4 separate regions of the Mus musculus genome follow, and regions 2, 3 and 4 are each linked to region 1. The links are chromatin contacts, called in public promoter capture Hi-C maps. All regions are on one chromosome and are shown on one strand. The core of a region is the stretch at or near the end of the contact, and the rest is flanking DNA. Distances in the headings are between cores, read along the strand shown.

Evidence for each region. Promoter capture Hi-C pulls out the DNA fragments that hold promoters and counts their contacts. Capture Hi-C pulls out chosen DNA fragments and counts their contacts.
Region 2: a contact with region 1 is called in a promoter capture Hi-C map of liver, with 3 times the contacts expected there. The contact joins the promoter of Bcl7c here to the promoter of Eif3c in region 1. A contact is called at or near these places in 3 of 39 promoter capture datasets (liver and pre-B cells) and 2 of 9 other capture datasets (adipose tissue and liver).
Region 3: a contact with region 1 is called in a promoter capture Hi-C map of embryonic stem cells, with 2.2 times the contacts expected there. The contact joins the promoter of Zfp629 here to the promoter of Eif3c in region 1. A contact is called at or near these places in 3 of 39 promoter capture datasets (embryonic stem cells, liver and pre-B cells) and 1 of 9 other capture datasets (adipose tissue).
Region 4: a contact with region 1 is called in a promoter capture Hi-C map of liver, with 3 times the contacts expected there. The contact joins the promoter of Ccdc189 here to the promoter of Eif3c in region 1. A contact is called at or near these places in 1 of 39 promoter capture datasets (embryonic stem cells), 1 of 115 datasets of contacts at active chromatin or transcription factors (astrocytes) and 2 of 9 other capture datasets (adipose tissue and liver).

Annotation. Positions count from the first base shown.
Region 1 is chr7:126,564,721-126,567,884 of GRCm38.p6, forward strand. Eif3c (eukaryotic translation initiation factor 3, subunit C) reads right to left here and starts at 1,646. Exons shown (of 21, transcript NM_146200.1): 1 at 1,628-1,646; 2 at 1,359-1,499; 3 at 1-48. The coding sequence starts at 1,459. It overlaps Gm25579 (a small nuclear RNA gene), which reads right to left and starts at 2,429; the gene lies at 2,324-2,429.
Region 2 is chr7:127,707,117-127,710,280 of GRCm38.p6, forward strand. It overlaps Bcl7c (B cell CLL/lymphoma 7C), which reads right to left and starts at 1,650. Exons shown (of 6, transcript NM_009746.2): 1 at 1,320-1,650; 2 at 764-842; 3 at 317-425; 4 at 60-221. The coding sequence starts at 1,411. It overlaps Mir762 (microRNA 762), which reads left to right and starts at 1,371; the gene lies at 1,371-1,446.
Region 3 is chr7:127,613,679-127,616,842 of GRCm38.p6, forward strand. It overlaps Zfp629 (zinc finger protein 629), which reads right to left and starts at 1,594. Exons shown (of 3, transcript NM_001362196.1): 1 at 1,405-1,594.
Region 4 is chr7:127,587,045-127,590,208 of GRCm38.p6, forward strand. Ccdc189 (coiled-coil domain containing 189) reads right to left here and starts at 1,551. Exons shown (of 9, transcript NM_001033040.3): 1 at 833-1,551; 2 at 520-551. The coding sequence starts at 1,045. Rnf40 (ring finger protein 40) reads left to right here and starts at 1,654. Exons shown (of 20, transcript NM_172281.2): 1 at 1,654-1,767; 2 at 1,881-2,084; 3 at 2,468-2,635; 4 at 2,713-2,854. The coding sequence starts at 1,953.

The DNA of each region.
Region 1 (3,164 bases), core at 396-2,895:
CGGACAACTCTCTTTGTATCCTCCTCATCCTCGCTCAGTAACAAAGGCCTGTATGAAAGGAACAGAGACCATTACCCTTCAGTCTTAGCTAGTGTTATTTCTCTTATCAGATGAGAACCGAGGCATGCATACCATCTTCTTCTCTGATCCTTGTTCTTCATACTCATCTTAAGCAGCTGCAACTCTAAATGAGGTCTCTTGTAAACCCTGACAGTATCTACAAGAATGTCCCCAAGAACAAGTAACAGAAGGCTTATAGACTGTATGAGACAACTGTCTAACAGCACATATGGCTACAAGTACCTAAGAAAGCAGCAGACAAAAGGCCCCCTAACTCTAACAAATGGGAAAAGCTCCAAGGAGCTGGTACCTAGCCAGATTCTAAAAAGAAACATTTCCCAAAATAGGAGAGGCCACTAGTTTTGGTGAATTCTAACACTCTCTTTGATTGTATTTTTTTCAATAATGGGTGAAAGCATTCAGTTAGCAACAGTGTCTCTATTATTTTCTTTCCATGGTATTAACTTTTCCTGACAATTTTTTTTTAATATGGGACAAGTGATAGTTTTTCCACTTTGGACAGTGTTATGCTATCGCAGTCACATGGATATGTCTGGATATTCATCTACAATTCTCTACAAGTCTCTGTGGAGCGCCGGGCGTGGTGGCGCACGCCTTTAATCCCAGCACTCGGGAGGCAGAGGCAGGCGGATTTCTGAGTTCGAGGCCAGCCTGGTCTACAAAGTGAGTGCCAGGACAGCCAGGGCTACACAGAGAAACCCTGTCTTGAAAAACCAAAAAAAAAAAAAAAAAAAAAAAGTCTCTGTGGAGGTAAGTATGTCTTAAAACCCTTCAGGTACACAGCAAAAACAATGTTGTTTTGAGAACTGTTTCAAAGTTCAAAAAGTTTTAATTTACAGAGATCGAGAAAAAGACAGTAAATAAAGATGAACACAGCAGTGTTTAGCATTTGGCACGCAGAGCCAAACGACCGGATTTCAGGGCCAAACTAACCAAGCACTGAGGGTTTCCCTCCATGAGTACAAATCATAACGACTAAGCTTAGTGGGAAGATTTACGATACGGGGAGTTTCCGAAAGCCACAGTCAAGGGGCGGGAAGGGATGCGAGAGATGGAATGTGGGCAGGAGTTACGAGGCTGCAGACTTGGAGGCCTTAAGAGCTGATGCAATACTAAGCAACGGAAAACCTCTCCTCCTCCTCGGTACCGAGGACGCCGAGGGCTCCCCCAGCTCGCTGCGAGAGCTCCTTTCTCAGACGCGCCCAGCCCATGGCTCCGCTCGCCCACCCGAGCCCCCGCAGCCCGCCAAACCCGTCCCCTCCGCGCCCCCAGCTCACTGTTTGCCGTAGTTCCCGGAGACCGGTTTGGTGACGAGCTCCTCCCCGGACAGGGACGACTCCGACTCACTGTCCGAGCCGGTGGTGAAGAATCGCGACATGGCGACGGCGCTGAAGGGCTGAGGCGCTCGCGGCCGGAACCTGAGGAAACCCGCGGCGTCAGGGTTTGGGGGCAACCGCGGCTACCATCTCCCGACCCGGACCCCCGTTCCCGCCTGCACGGCCTCCCCCTTGCCCTCCACGGAGCACGAGGCCCAAGAGACACGAACCAGCTAAGCTGCCGAGTCCCTCTGAGCAGGTGAGACAGGCACGACGCCGGAAGAGGAAAAGGTTGGGGGGGCGTCACTTCCCGGAAGCACCAAAGAATGCGCTAAATAACTACAATTCCCAGTGGCCTTTGCGCTATACACGGCCTGGGACGAATTAGTAGCCGAGGTTCTAAATCTTATCTAAACTAAGACTGACTGGCTGCTCACTAGGACCGCCCGGACTAGGCTGCAAGACTGACAATATAGAATTTAGTAACCGCCCCATGGTGCACGTCTGTAATTCCCTACACTAGAAAGGGTGAAGCAGGAGGATCATGGGTTCAAGGCCAGACTGGGCCAAAAAAAAAGAAAAAAAAAAAAAAAAAAAAAAAAAGCTAAGCTCTGAAGCCTGCGGAGGTGGCTCAACACCTTTAATCCCAGCGCTCAGGAGGCAGAAACAAGTGGATCTCTGAGTTCGAGGCCAGCCTGGTCTCCAGAGCGAGTTCCAGGACAGCCAAGAGAAACTATGTCTCGAAAAAAAAAACAAAAAACAAAAAAAAAAAACAAAAAAACAAAAAGTATTCTGGCCGCCCATCTTAACTTCAGAGTAAGAATCTAAGGGCTGGTGTCAGCTTGATGCCGATGTCCTGCGAGGTTTTGGAGGAGTGTCGTTGTTGTCATTTTGTTTTGTTTTGTTTTGTTTTAGAAAAGGATTTTAAAAATACGGAACGCTTTACAAATTTGTGTGACATCTTTGTGCAGGGGCCATACTAATCTTACCTTATCTTTCCAATTTTAATATATATGCTTCAGAAGAGAGCATGGTTTCTCAGGTTTAAGCAAACTTCATAGATCTTGAGTGTTGGAATCCTGTCTTTACCGTTTTCTTAGGCAAACTTTCTAACTTCTAATCTCTCTCTGCTCTTCTCCCTGTGCTACAAACAAAGGGGAATAATAGCACTTGTTCATTTGATATTAGGAAAATAAAATGAGAACATATGATGTGTGTGGGACAGTACCTTGTGCAGAATGAGCATATACTAGCTAGCCACTGGACCCACGAGGTGTTTCAGATGAAAAAGCACTTGTCACCAAGCGTAAGAACTTGAGTTAGTTCCCTATGGCCACAGAATAGAAAAAACAACTCCTGATAGTTGTCTTCTGACCACCTCCCCTGACTACCACCCTACCACCTCCCACCTCCCCCAATTCCTAGTGGCCTTTGCAACATACAAGGCCTAGATTTTTGTAGTACTGGGTATGGAACCCAGGGTCTAGATCCATACTAGGCAAGCATTTCACCAACTGATGTCTGGGGTGCCCAAAAATAAACAGTGAAGTATAATTCTAGCAAAATGGCACTGTTGGGTGGGTTTTATATAAAGACGGCCTTGAGGTCAGAGGCCTGAGGCTTCACCTTAGCCTGCTAGCCTGCTGGCAGTGTATGCATGTCTGTGTGCCTACCTCAGCGTGGCCCCAGTGCCAGTCTCTTGTGTATGCATGTTGCCTGCCAGAGTTCAGCTTCCAGGATTAGGTCCGTTTTTGTTGCTATGAAGAA
Region 2 (3,164 bases), core at 400-2,899, 1.1 Mb after region 1:
AGGACAGGATGGTGGGTTCAACTTTGATGAGAGGGCTCCTGAGAGCCACAGGGCCCTACCTCTCTCCTGACCCAATTGTGGGGGCTGAGTATCTTCAGTAATCACTTCTGGGGGTCCAGTTGGTGATCCAGGGCGGCTGGGCTGGGGCGTCCCCCCAGGGCTGGGCTCAGCACCCTTTTGCAATGAACCTTCAGAATGGAAACTCTGGTTGCTGTTCTCATCTGATGAAGCAAAAGCCGCGCGTTAATTAGCCAGAGATCCCCAGGGGATTCCTTCAGTCCCCCCCACCCAACTCCATTCCAGAATCTCTACATACCATTGAGATCCAGTAGGATGAGGGGGCCTCCCCCTCTGGGACTGGTGCCCCTACCACGTCTCTCCCGGCCACGGGATCTCTCTGCCCCGCCTCCTGCCCGCCGCCTCTCCTGGGGGTTAGAGAGGTAAGATCAGAGCTAGTTGTCTAGGGAGCTCTTACAAAGCCCTTCAATACGAATAAGGAAACCTAGGCTCAGAGAAGCGAAAGGTGCTGCATCAGGTTGTGTAGATTGAGTTAGGCCTTGAACTTGGAGAAAGTGTGTGTGTGTGTGTGTGTGTGTGTGTGTGTGTGTGTGTAAGTGCGCTCGCGCCCCCTAATAATCGTTACCATCTGCCTGGGCTCCACACTGGAGTCTCCAAGCCGACTGAAGGTGGAGGCCAAGGCTGGGAGGGAAATTGCTTGAGGCTGCACAGATGCAAGGCCTGTTGGGGGTTGGGGCTTGCTCACCTCCTCCTGGGGATCCACCACAGGCACCCACTTGAAGATTCGAAGGGAAGTGTCTCCCACAGTCACCCAGCGCTTCTCCCTGTGGGAGGTCAGGAGACTGGATCAGGGAGGCCCAAGGATGAGCCCCACAGACTGGAGGTCAGGGAGGTGTGCTAGGGTAGGGACAGCTTCGCTAACACTGGCACAGAAGCAGAAAGAGCCCTCAAACCCCAGGGCAAAGCAGAAACGGATATAACTTGGAGCTGCGGTTTTGCAGACACCTGGGGCACTCAGCAGGGCGCCACCAAGGCCTGGCCAGGGACTCTGGCAATGAAGACCCGGGGCCAAGCTTGCTAGAGTGTCAAAAGCTTCAGGGGGCGGGGCATAGATGAGGGCTCCCGCTCAGGGAAAGCACCACTCCGGACCACGCTTTGTAGACCTCTGGGAATTGCCGGGGAAAGGGGGCGCCCTGTCGATTCAGAGCACAGCTGGTGGGCGGGGGCAGCGGGCCAGGAAAGGGCGGACGCGTTTGGAGGAGGTGGCTTGGCTGTATCCCTGGCCCGGGGGCAGCGCTCACCATCTCCGGACCTTCTCGATGGTCGCCATCACCTTCTTGATGTCATCTTTGGCCCGGCTCCGGGTCTCGGCCCGCACGGTCCGGCCGGCCATGCTGGCGGGGCTGGGGCCGGGACAGAGCCCGTGGCGGGGCGGCCTGTGGTCCGGCGATCTCAGGCTGAGCGCCAGGCCCCAGCGCCGCTCTTTCGGCCTGCCGTCCCTCCGGGAGTTGGCCGCGCCCTCCCTCGCTCCCCAACGCCTCCGCGCGTCCCCGCCTGGCTTCCTAAGACCGCGCCCCGCCCCGGCCCGTCCCCGGAGCGGCCCGGGCGGCGCGGGCTGCTAGAGCCCCGGCCTGGAAGCCCGGCCAGCCCCGCCCCGGCCCGGGCCCGCCCCTCGGGGCGCACGGACGCACAGCGCCCTCTGCCAGCCACGGAGAGGGAGAGCTGGGGGGCAGCTGTGCGGCTGGACGCGCGCGGCCCGAGCGAGGCGGTGCGTTCCGGCCACGTGGGCTCAGGGGTGCGCGAGAGGGACTGTCCTGGTGTGCGTCCGCGGCGGGTGGGCGTCCCTGAAATGCTCTGTGCGCGCGTCTGCCCTCTCCAGGCTGTTTGATTCTACGCTGCCCAACTTAATTTGTTCATTCATTCATTGAACAGTCCCATGAACAGTGCCAAGTACGCGCCAGACGCTGCGAGTGGAGAGCGGGCCTCCTCAGCCAGAATGGCGGGAATGAGAAAGACCATGTAGATGGGGTAGCAGAGCAACTTGGCATTCCTTGAATCAGGTTGTGTAATTGGTAGAGATACTTTGGAAAACTGATAGTCTTCCAGTGAAAAACTTATACCAACCCCGTTTTCCAACACTTTCCACTCCCAAGCTATCAACACTCAACAGAAGAAATGTGTGCTTGCCTAGTTTTTTGTCAGCCTGACATAAACTAGGTCAGCTGGGATGAGGGAACCTTGGTGGAGAAAGGGCCTCAATCAAGATGCCCTATGGGTAAGTCTGTGGGGCCATTTTCTTGATGGTAGTTGATGTGGCAGAGCCCACACCACTGAGGGCAGTGCCACCTCTGAACACTCTAAGAAAGCAGGCTGGACAAGCTTTGGGGAGTAAGTCAGCAAGCAGTATTCCTCCAAGGTCTCTGTTTCAGTCCCTGCCTCCAGGTTCCTGCTTTAAGTTCCTTCCCTGACTTCATAACGGACTATCACTGCAAGCTGAACTACATTCTTCCCTCCACGAGGTGCTTTTGGTCATGGTGTTTATTACATCACTAGAAACCTCACTAGGACAAAATGTGGTGTCTGTATGAACACCAAGATATGAATACTGGAAAGTTTGGGACTCTTTTCACAGTAGCAACAACCTGGAAACAACACAAAGAATGGAATGGAAGGGGCTGGCGAGATGGCTTAGTGGGTAAGAGCACTGACTGCTCTTCCAAAGGTCCTGAGTTCAAATCCCAGCAACCACATGGTGGCTCACAATCACCCATAATGAGATCTGACGGCCTCTTTTGTTGTGTCTGAAGACAGCTATAACAATAAATCTTTATAAAAAAAAAAAAAGAATGGAATGGAAAAGCAATTACAACCTATTTCTACCATGGACACGGACAGAACAGCCAGAATCACCAGAGTCCAGCTATGTGCAACAGTGAAGAGAGATCTTGGATGAAAGAAGTCAGATGTGACAGCATGCATTAGAATAATAATTAGAATAATTAGAATTATATACATACATACCTACATATAATTCTATATATAACAGAAAACAAATACATTTTGGGGGGGGGGTCTGGACAGTGATCACTATTGGGACTACCAAGCAAAAGAAGGGGTTTCTGGGACCCGCTTGTCACACTGGTCTT
Region 3 (3,164 bases), core at 344-2,843, 1.0 Mb after region 1:
GGCTTGCCCTGTGGCATGGGTTGACCTTGACAGTCACATGAGACTCCTACTTGTGGTCTCCTGGCAGGAGAGGAGGAGAGCTCGGAAGCCCGAGAATGAGCCAGAAAAGTGCAGGGAAGCCCAGTTCCCTCGGCTGCAAAAGTCAGACCCAGTGAGGAGGTCTGAGAGGCTGCGTCTCTGAGCTCTAGGTACGGATGTCCCCAAAGCCACCCAGACACACACCTGGGGACCCATCCTTCTGCCTTATTCTTTTTGTTGATGCTTCATCACACACCTAGGACAAGTACCCAGTAAAAACTCTGCTGGAGGACTGAGTGAGCTGGACACCTCATGCTCCCAGAAAGCCAGCCTATCTTGTTCAGTGTCTTTTAAGATCAGTTTGCAGATCGATGTCAGAAAAGTGACATAAGTTCGTCAGAGTGAGCCCCCAGGGGAAGGAGTCATATCTGTCACTCAAAATCCCGGGGGTGATCCCCAGGAGAGAGAACAGGGCTGCAGGAGGGCGCTGACATCTAACGGAATCCCTGGAATAATCTACCCTCGGGGTGACAGTGTGCATAGGTACTTTGTGCACAGGGACAAAGAGGACAAAGCTCACCAAGAGGTAGCTGGGGTGTGAAGCAGGTGAAGCAATGGACAGCTGACCAACTGCTAATGCAGCCGAGAAGTGAGTTAGCCATCCCCTATCTCTAAGTGTTTTTAGGGAGAGATGGGGGCCCCCCGGAGAGGAGAAGGTTACCCTGCTGAGCTGACCGAGAACAGGTAGGAGCTTAGATACTTGGACAGAGAAACTTAAAACTCAAGGGCCTACCGTAGAAGGGAAAGAGTTAATAACCAGGCCACATGCAAGAAGTAGCAAAGACTGCGAGGCGACTACTACTGGGAACCAGCCCAGGCCCAAGAGCGCCAGCCTCCTGCCCCGGACGACCCCCAGAGGACCGAGGCGGGAAGGACTGCCGGAGACGGCTGCCTTCCCGCGGAGGTGCGCGCGGCCCAGGGTGACCCTGACCAGGAGGCAGCGGGACCGCCCTCGACGCCGCCCCCCGCACCCCGGCGGACCAAGACTTGAGCGCCTCCGGCCGGGAGCACCCACCCTGTCCCCGGCTCCCAAAGCCCAGGCGAGCCGCCGGCGTTCCCTCCCCGCCGCGGACGCCCAGGCTGCCCGGCTCCGGGAGAGCGGCGGCCGCCTCGCCGCCCCCGGCCGGACTCGCTCTCTGGGCGCGCGCGCCTCCCCTCCCCCACGGCGGTCCCCGCGCGGTTCTCACAATCCCCCGGCCGCCGTCCCCCGCCGCCCCGGGCCCGGCCTGCGCCCCTCGCCCGTCGCCGCCTCCTTGGCCCTATTGTTCCCCGGCGGCTGTCCCGGGCCTCCAGGCCACCCCGGGAACCCAGGCGGCCCCAACTCACGGCTCTGGGGTCTGGGAAAAGCCGAAAGGCAGAGGCCAGCCCCAGGGGACTTAACCCCTTAAGTGCCCTGCCTCGGGGGACGGGCTAGATGCCGGGAACTCTAGGGTCCTTCTCAAGGGGTGATTCCAGGCTGAGGACCCGGGGACCAGTTCAGGGTGACTGGGACGGAGCAGGAAGTGACCCCAGCTTCCCGGGCCCCTCTAGCCTGGAGTCAGAACATCAGCTCTATGGGATTTAACCCTTTGCCTCCCACAGCCTGGGAAAAAATGAGGGGGTGGGTATGGAAGCAAGGAGGTGGCTGATGACGCCCCTCTCCCAGTGTCTAGTGGAATCACGGAAGATCAGCTTTTGGGGGAGCTCAGAGGCCGGCGAAGGTCTTCGGATTTCTGGCCATTCTCTCCAAAGACTCTGCCAGCCGCTCAGTTAAGCTGATCTCAGATTCGGCCGCCGCGGGTCCCCTGAGACCCGCCTTTGTTTGGACTCACCCAGGACTGGGGCTGGTATGCCTGGGTTGGTGATTAGGAGGTGAAAGCAAAGGTTGGGTGGGCTGACCTAGCGGTAAGAGCAGAAGCTAATGGGCCAGGCAAGGCTACCCAGCGCTACGGACCCTCTTACCCACCTCTCACCCCCCCACCGGTGGTCAGGTCTCCCTGGAGGAAGAAACTGACAAGGTAGGCAAGCATTACCCCTTCCCAGCAGCTCGGTGGTAAGGTATGCAACTCACTGCAGGGCAATCCTTCCATAAACTTAGGGAGCAAGAAGTAGTGGTGAATTCCTGTAATTCCGTTGCTTGGGAGACAGAGGCAGGAGGACCTGAAGGTTCAAAATATTCGTGGCCCACATAGCTCCAGGCTACCTAGCGAGACCCTGTTTCTAAACAAGGAACCTCACAGGGCTCCCAAACTGTTCCTGCTTGTGTCTCATTTTCTCCCCACCACATCCTGAGAGAGGACTTAGAATCATCCCCATTTTACAAGGCAAATTAATCAAGACATGAGATGTGAGGTAAAGTTCGAGGCCACAGTTTTCAATGAACCCAGGTGTGAGGAGACCAGAGTTGAACAATTGAACATTCTACCCTCAAAAAGTTCCATAGTAGCTAAGCACACCACCTGTAATCTTCAGCCATTAGTAGGCTGAGGCAGGAGAATCAAGAGTTGGACTTCAGGATCAGCCTGGGATGCACAATAGGACTCGTTTCAAACCTTAAATAAATAAATAAATAAATAAATAAATAAATAAATAAATAAATAAATTCCAAGCCCTGTATGGGAGTGAATAGCTGTGACTCTAGCACTGCAAGCTGACACAGGAAAATCACCATGAATTAAGACCAACCTAGGTGAATATATACTGGCTGGGTCAAACCCCCCTCCCCCACACATGTAGCAGATGTATATAGCTCGGTCTTCATGTGAGTCCTCCACAGCTGGATCAGGGGTTGTCTCTACAGCTTTTGCCAGCCTGTGGATTTTGTTCCCCTAACTGGGCTGCCTTGTCTGGTCTCAGTGGGAGAGGATGCATCTAGCTATGTTTGATGTGCCAGGGTGAGGGAATAGAAACAGGGGAGGCTCCACCCTCTCAGAAGAGAAGGGAAGGGGGATAGGGGCAGGCCTGGGAAGAAGGGGGCAGCAATGGGGATATAAAGTGAATAAATAAATTAATGGGGGGAAAAGACCAACCTAGGCTACACAGTGAGGCTACATGTTAAAACACCAATAAATAAATATTGACTTATAATAATGAATAACGTTCAAAAT
Region 4 (3,164 bases), core at 301-2,800, 1.0 Mb after region 1:
GGTCTAGAATCCAGTCTGTAGATTTAGCAGATTTTTTTTTTATTTATAAACCCACTGATTAGAAAAGAGTTGTGCCAGGTAGTGGTGGTACACTCACTGTACCCAGCACTGTGAGGCAGAGGCAGGCGGATCTCTTGAGTTTGAGGCCAGCCTGGTCTACAGAGTGAGTTTCAGGATAGCCAAAGCTACAAGGAGAAACAATGTCTTGAAAACCCCCCAAAAAACAACTTTGAGTCCTTGTCTTGCTCTGTGTGACCTTGATGAAGTCCCCTGGGCCTTGGCATCGGTGTGCACAGTGCTCCATCATTGCAGCTGTGTACATTCCTGCCTTTGCCTCCCTTCTCACACCGCCACTTTACACTGAGGCACCTGGCACGCTGGTGACTCGTTACCTTGAGCACTTCTCAGTCTCATCTTTGTAAAACTGGAGAGCCCTGGCTGGACAGGACTGTTGAGGACACCTTACAGGAGTAATACAAATGAGAAGTGTAACTTTTCCCCTGGGCTCTCCACACTCACCACATACAGATCCGGGGCTGGGGTAGTGGTGGCTGCGGAGAGAAGACAGATTATGGGACAAATAGATACGACAGTATGTATCCCCTAGTCCCTAGTACCTCATGAATTTCTAGCAGGTCTGAGTGTGCTATAATTTTAACTATAGCAAAATAGGTAAAACCGGGCTTCGGTGGGCTCGAAATACTATTTAGCAGCCTATTTACAATCAAAGCAACTCCAGGAAATTCCCTAATGTTGATAAACGTAATGACTGGCGGCACCTTTTTTGGGAAACCTAAGTATTCACTAGAGGACAACTCTGTCCCGCCCTCACCGGGAACAAGTTGGCTCCAGGATCTTCAGCCACTTCCACAGGGCTACTAGTGGCTTCTGCGGGCGACTCGGTCTGCATGTCTGTTCCGTTCCTTATGGCCGAGCCGTCCACCGAGCTGGGACTCCTGTCCAGTTCCTCCTGCAATTTGGGAGATTGTTCCGACTCCATCTGCACCTTCATTCCCAGGCTCTGGCTGGAACTGGGGGTAATCATCTCTTCGTCCTTCTTAGCCTCAGTCAAGGGCTCTCCAGCCTGGGCTCTGGGACAGCCAGCTCTCCCACTGCAAAGCCCGGTCCTGCCCCTTCTAGTGTTTCTTCAGAGGCGGTGAAGCGAGAGGCAGCCAATCCGCAGAGGGCGTCTTCCCAACTTGTCTCCCCGGTGACCGTTGTTAAGGAAAGTAGAAAGTACAAGCCCACGCCAATCATTGAAAAGATAGAGCGCATGCGTAACGAGTTGCACGTGCCTCTTAGAAGTTGCTTGTAAGGGTGCTTTTGAGGGTCGGTCTTTTTAAAGATTTAATTTAAATCTTTAAAAGATTGTGTTTGTGCGTGCGTGTGCGCACATATGTACAGGATGTTCGGGAGGGCTCCGCGGAGGCCAGGAGAGGATGACGGATCCTCTGGATCTGGAGTTACAAGGGGTCGTGTACCGAGTACCCCGAACAGCAGCAAAGGCTCCACCCCTCCATCTCCTAGTGCAACTGCGGGGTCAGTAACTATGGGAACCGCCTGCTGGCCAATCATTAAGAGAAATACAGTCCGTCGCGGGGTTGGAGGGGTGGGACTAAAAGACTCGAGAGGAGGAACCAAGAGCTACCAATAGAAACAGGAAATAAGTTTCGCCACATCCGGAGCGGCTCTGACGCCTGCGCTGTGCGTCTGGCGGCCGGTGACGTCCGGTGAAATCCAAGATGGTGGCGCTTGGCTGACCCTACGGTAAGTGCGGACCCCCGTCCGGCGGGGGCGGGGTCCGGGAGATATGTCCAGGGGGACGCTCAGGACTGCGGAGCTCCAGACGCATCCACAGCTCAGCTCTCTGTTTTCTGCAGGTGACGGAAGTGCCGCCTCCACCCGCCTGCCAGCCCCGGAGAGCCCTGAGTTGCCCCTCCGCCACCGCCGCTATGTCTGGCCTCAGCAACAAGCGCGCCGCCGGCGACGGGGGCTCAGGACCCCCAGAGAAGAAGATGAACCGCGAGGAGAAGACCACGACCACTCTAATCGAACCCATTCGTCTCGGCGGCATTTCTTCCACGGTTGGTGGGCTTTTGCGAAAGTCACATTTGGCCTGCGCCCAAAGTGTTTGGAATCTTGTGTGTGCTCGTGTGTATATACACAAACCGGGTGGTGAGGGTGGGTGTGCCAACGGCGTGAATGTGATCAGAGAACAACTTTACGGAGTCCCTTCTGGCCTTTTACTTATGCGCACATATGTTCCCGTAAGTCCTGTGTGATGTGTCTGAGTTGGAAACAGGTAGGGGCAGGAACGGAATGTGAAGCTCTCATGACTAGCATATTCTCTTTGCAAGTGTCTGAGCCTTGCTATATACCTCTCCCCTTTCAGTCTAATCCTTGTCCTATTGTGTGTCAGTGATGGTTCAGGGTCCTGCCCGACACTCTGCCTCTTCCCTTCTGGTAGGAGGAGATGGATTCCAAGGTACTGCAGTTCAAGAACAAGAAGCTGGCGGAGCGGTTGGAGCAGCGGCAAGCCTGCGAGGATGAGCTCCGGGAGAGAATTGAGAAATTGGAGAAGAGGCAGGCCACTGATGATGCCACACTCCTCATCGTCAACCGCTACTGGGCCCAGGTGGATGCCTGAAGAGCGAGCGTCCTACTGGGAGAAGCCCTGAGGCATTCCTAACCTCTTGTTCTTTCTTCTTTCAGCTGGATGAAACTGTAGAAGCCCTCCTCCAGTGCTACGAGAACCAGAGGGAACTGTCTTCAGGGACAGAGGTGCCTGGGTGCCAAGAGGGCCTGACCCGTGATGTGATCCCTCGACCAGACCCAGGGACATCAGATCTGAGGGGTAGGACCAGGGCCCTGGGGAGCTTATGTTCTCAGAAAGGTTTTGAGGAGGAGGTGACTTTGATGTGGGGCTACCGAAATGCCCGGCACTTGGGAAGCAGAAGTTGCTGTCCTGGAACTCACTTTGTAGACCAGGCTGGCTTCAAACTCAGAAATTTGCCTGCCTCTGCCTCCCGAGTGCTGGGATTAAAGGCGTGTGCCACCACGCCCATCGTGAGACTCTGTCTTAAAAACATGGGTTTTTTGTTTTTTTTTTTTTTTTTGGTTTTTTTAATATTCTTTTTTAATGGAATGAACAAAGTTTTAGAATC